Regions from separate parts of the Triticum aestivum genome. Here region 1 is linked to region 2. The links are chromatin contacts, called in public Hi-C maps. All regions are on one chromosome and are shown on one strand. Each heading gives the region's core, a stretch centred on a gene start, on an enhancer-like site or on the middle of the called end of the contact. The rest is flanking DNA. Distances are from core to core; before and after follow the strand shown.

Region 1 (2,700 bases), core at 107-2,606, 160 kb after region 2:
TAAATAATCACTGGACTAACACAGAATTGGACCGAAATCAGAAACAACATTTTTTTCTAATTGGAACAACATTATTTTAAGGTACATATTTGTCATGCATTCTAATATTTATTATTCTGTGTGCAAAAAAGTATTATTTAAAATTTATTTCTTATGTTGAACATAAACTACATTATTTTCCAATTCACGGTAGATGTCCGAAAATATGTATATATATATATATATATATATATATATATATATTGTTGCAATGAATTTTAATATAGATTTAAGAAACCGACGGTACCACATTAATCCGAAAATTAATATTGCCCTTAATATGTCCTAGTGTGTTGAAACATTTATGTATCCATAATATCCTTAAATATCTACATGAGTTTCAAAGTTGGAAGACGATATTTAGAAGTTTTAAATAATCAATTTGTTCTATATACTACTCCCTTCGTTCCATAATATAGTGCTTATAGATTTTTAAAAAAGTCAAACATTACAAACTTTGACTATATCTATAGAGAAAAGTAGGTACATCTAGAATACCAATTGCACAACATTGGATACATCGTGAGTTATATTTTCAGAATGTAAATGTTTGATATTGTAGATGTAGACAGTTTTCTCTACACACTTAGTCAAAGTTGGCAAAGTTTGACTTTTATAAAAATCTATAGGCACTACATTGTGGAATGGAGGGAGTAGTTAAGAGACATAAGCATGTGTGCAGATATATAAAGTTCATTATTTGATGTTTTTCTTACATATACATGGATGCGATGGTGACTGTGTGCCAGATGTTTGGTGGTTTTCAACAGCAGTCTCGGCAAGCGGGGGCAGCAGCACTGGAGGATTGCATTTTTTGTGGTGCTCCTTGAGTACCGAGTGTCGATTTTCAGGGTGAAAATCCAAGATCTAGCATTTATTTGTTGTCTCTGGGAATGGTTTTGGTGAAGGCAATGTTTTTGGAAACTCAGACTTTCTCCAGGTGAAACTCAAGATCTTTGATCGGGCAACGACCACGTTTATGCATTATTTCCTTATTGAACACGTTGTCTTTGGAGAACCTCTTTTGTAATCCGCCGTTGTCTTCCATGGTTGTTAGAGTGCTGCTGATGCTAGCGATTGACCACTGGGGGGATCTTTTTCTTTTCTTTTTTTTTTAGCTATGTGCATCCTTAATACCGTTGGACATTTTTTTACACCATCTTTAGATATCTTGTTGGTACATATGCTAGCTGTAATAGATATCTTCGCGATGCTACAACCATTCGAACGAGAGCATCCATTGATCATCCTCCTAGCTCACGTGTATCTTCCCCGGCTCCGGCTCAACCGTCGGCCACCGCTGACAGATGACGCGCGCTGAGCAGAATCCGCCAGCTTCGACGACCACCGTGTTGGTCACAGCCTCACAGGTCTTCGTCTTCCCTGTTGCGATCACAAACTCGACCCATCACCGTCCACAAGAAAAGTCGGCGTTTATCACGAGACTAGGACTGTACGTACGTGCCGACCAACCACCACGCCAGTCAATCATGGAGGTCATGGACGACGGGAGCATCGCGCTGCTGCTGCTGCTGCTCCCTGTCCTCCTCGCCGTCTACCTCCGGCGGCGCCGTGTCCCACCGGCCGCGGCGAGCGCGAACCACTGTCCGCACCCGAACCGGGTCCTCGGCAACACCGTGCCGCTCCTCCGCAACCTGCACCGCTTCCTCGACTGGGCCACGGACCAGCTCGCGGAGTCCCCGGCCTCCACCATCGAGGTCCGCGGCCCGCTCGGCCTCGGCAGCGGCGTCGCCACCGCCAGACCGGAGGCCGTCGACCACCTCCTGCGCGCCAACTTCCCCAACTACGTCAAGGGCGCGCGCTTCGCGGTCCCCTTCGCCGACCTCCTCGGCCGCGGCATCTTCCTCGCCGACGGCCGCCTCTGGAGCCTCCAGCGCAAGGTCGCCTCCTACTCCTTCTCGTCCCGCTCGCTCCGCCGCTTCTCCGGGCGGGTGCTCCGGGAGCACCTCCACTGCCGCCTCCTCCCGCTCCTCGACGCCTCCGCGGGCTCCGGCGTGGCCCTGGACCTGCAGGACGTGCTCCGGCGCTTCTCCTTCGACAACATCTGCGGCGTGGCCTTCGGCGTCGAGAGCTCCACTCTGCTCGAGCTCGAGGCAGGGGATCGCCGCAGCCGGAGGCACGAGGCGTTCTTCGCGGCGTTCGACGACGCCGTCGAGATCTCCTTCGCGCGGATACTCCACCCGACGACCCTGCTGTGGAGGGCGATGAGGCTGGCCAACGTCGGGAGCGAGCGGCGGATGCGCGAGGCCATCGGGGTCATCGACGAGTATGTGATGGGGATGCTGGAGGCAGAGCAGCCGTCGTCCCCGGCCGAGGACGGCGAGCACGAGCAGCACCTCCTGTCGCGGTTCGCGTCGGCGCTGGACGCAGAATCCACCGCCGCTGCCGGCAGAGAGCTCGGCGAGTTGTTCGGCTCGCCGGATGCGAAGCGGCGGTTCCTGCGGGACGTGGTGGTGAGCTTCGTGCTGGCCGGGAAGGACAGCACGTCCTCCGCCCTCACCTGGTTCTTCTGGCTCCTCGCCGCCAACCCGCGCTGCGAGAGGCGCGTGCACGAGGAGGTCACGCGCACGGCGCACGGAGACGACGCCGGGGAATACGAGGGGCTGAAGGGGATGCACTACCTGCACGCGGCGCTCACGG
Region 2 (2,700 bases), core at 79-2,578:
CCAACCAACTGCAGATAAGATAACTAATGAAGTCGTGTGTGAGATGCTGAGTAGAATACATCAAGCCATGGACAATGCTTATGAATCAGCATTGACGTGCTCTCTCTCAGTCACTCTCTTGGGCAGCATATATCCATCACTGCATAATTTTCATTTAAAAAAAAAGCTTACGCTGTAAAAATAGCTGTATTCAGATTTATGTTGGCATCAGCATTTTTTTTCAGAAGTATCACTCTCTCCTAACCCCATGACACAGGAGTCCCCTCTTCCCACCCCGCTCCGACGTCAGCAGAGGAGCACAACTTCCCCTGCGCGCATAGGAGTCCGCCGTGGTCACGCAACCAGCACATGGCCAAGGCTTTTGCTGCAATGATCGATGCATTTGAACGGCTATTTGATCTTGTTCAAAAAGTTGGTCCCAACCAAATGTAGGCGTGTAGTTGAAGGAGATGAGCTATCTAGCAATGATAACCTGTGTTAAAGTGCTAGTTTCAAGTGTTAAACACGAAGGATCAAACAGTTGATCCAAGTAATTTTCCATGGACATCCTGAACTCGAGTAATCGATTCCGGCAAACATGTATCCAGTCCAGGTGGTGGTAGCCTTCCTTTTTTCCGACTGTGAGCTGTCAATTGCAACATGGGGAATGTAACTTGCATACAATGGCCGGCAGCTGCGAGGCCGATGTGGTGAGCAAAATAAATAAAAGTTTATAAGTGTGCGGAGGGAGAGTGACAGTCTGAAATTCAGCCAGTTGCCCAACGCACGACAGCAAAATAAATGAGCATTCAAATCCGGACAGGTGCATATGTAACGCGTGGATCACGGAATAATGGCCCGGATCTCGCGATCTAGCGGGGGCGGCCATTGCCGCGGCGGATCCGAGCGCGTGATCCCCGATCCTGCCGACGATCCCGGCCGGCGCGGGGCCCAGCCGCGGGCTCTCGGCGCCTGGCGCCGTAATCCGGCGGCGAGGGGGCGCGAGGAAGGGAGGAGAAGCGGAGGATCTATGGAGCGAGGCGAGGGCACGGGAATCGGCTTACCCAGGCTGCGGAGGGGAGACCGGTGGGCCCGCCGACGAATAGGGAGCGTCCCCGCGCGGAGCGGCGCCGCGCCGCCCGCGTAGATCCGCCGACGCGGGAGCGCTGATCCGGCGGTGGGAGGAAGCCGGCGACAGGTAACCGGAGCGGGAGGGGCTCGTCCGACGCCGGTGGGGAGGGAGGGAGGGAGGGATGGCGAGGCGAGAGTGAGGAGGGAAAGGGGGCGTCCGACCGCGTGTGTGGGAAGGAAGGGAAGGGAAGGGAAGGAAAGGCAAGGAGGGAGGACGGGTTGGCTGGGCTGAGCTGGGCGGGGCGGTGGTGCATAGGAGGGGGGCTCGTGCCACCGCACGGGGGTAATAATGGTCGCGCTCGTGGATGCAGATGCTGCTGCGTGAGCATGGCACGCCCATGCCCATGGATCCAGCCAGCCAGCCAGCCGAGCCAAGCCCGCCCCGGTCGGTCGGTCGGTCGGACCCACGCCCGGCCGCCCGCCCAGTGGCGGCCATCATCACCCATCGCCCCCCGACCTGGCCTGGTACAAGTGTACCACACGGCATACAATAAGTGCCACATGGCGCGCGCAGCATCACGAGCAGGTCAGAGCAGTACGTACACATACATACACACTGGCAGTGGCCGGTGACGAATAGTATATTCGGCTGCCTTGTCCGGCAGGAGAAGAATATGTCTTGTTTTTTTCTCCTTCGAGAGAGAGAAGGGAGGAGGATATATCTGTGCTGCTGTGGCATACGTTTTCTTCTCCTTCTTCCAACCGGGCCGGTTGACGATTCCTTGCACGTTTCGTGTTCTTTTCCTTTTGATTTGACGGACGGCGACAAGTTTGTGTTTGTTTTCTTGCGTTTGAAATGGCGCAGACAAGTGTGTGTATGTATATACTACTCCCTCCGTTCGGAATTACTTGTCACAAAAATGGATGCATCTATAACTAAAATACATCTAGATATATCCATTTCTTCAACGAGTAATTCCGAACGGAGGGAGCATATGGCTACGAATGCGTCGTGCGGTTTGGCCGGCTGGAGCCATTGTTTTGCCCGGTCGCGTCGGTGTCAGTCTCCAAACTACTCCAGATAATATAGGTGCATTCCATTCCTAATCAACAACAACAAAAACTATACTCCCTCGCCTCTAGGAAAAAAAAAGAATACTCGTATATATACCCAGGCCCTGACGTTGGGCGATTCTTTACTCGACCGCGTGCTCGCCTTCTCTTCTTCTCCAAAGTGAAAAACATAGCGTGCTCGAATCATTCCATCTGTCGCACAGTGATATCCACAGCCCGCCAAAGTTCAAGTTGACATTGATGCTTACCTGGAACTTCGCCGCTTTACATGTCCCGGCTATCTAAAGCCGGCCGGCCTCCCCCAAAACCCTACCCCTAGCCCTAATGTATGAGCCCCTAGTTCCAATCCATTGTATGTTGTCGAACCCACTCGTTTGCATCCGTCATCCAAACCCATATTTTGCATCTCTCGCCTGCCCTCTGCCGTTGGCATGGTCCAGATGGCGACAATGTGGTACAGGAAGCTATCGTGGGTGCACAGTGCTGTAACGTGGCGGACGCCAAGTTTCGGGCTCGCATTGAGGCGGGCTAACCCGAGCTCCGAAGTCGGGCTCGAACGAGGAGGCGGTGGGCATC

Evidence for each region. A called contact is a pair of places that touch in the nucleus more often than the background predicts.
Region 1: a Hi-C map of leaf shows a contact between it and region 2, with 4 times the contacts expected there. The contact joins the promoter of LOC123066669 here to the promoter of LOC123072515 in region 2. A contact is called at or near these places in 2 of 5 Hi-C or Micro-C datasets (both in leaf).

The regions. Positions count from the first base shown.
Region 1 is chr3B:799,445,280-799,447,979 of IWGSC CS RefSeq v2.1, forward strand. It overlaps LOC123066669 (cytochrome P450 94A1-like), which reads left to right and starts at 1,357. Exons shown (of 1, transcript XM_044489709.1): 1 at 1,357-2,700. The coding sequence starts at 1,530.
Region 2 is chr3B:799,289,404-799,292,103 of IWGSC CS RefSeq v2.1, forward strand. It overlaps LOC123072515 (villin-2), which reads right to left and starts at 1,329. Exons shown (of 24, transcript XM_044496081.1): 1 at 1,044-1,329.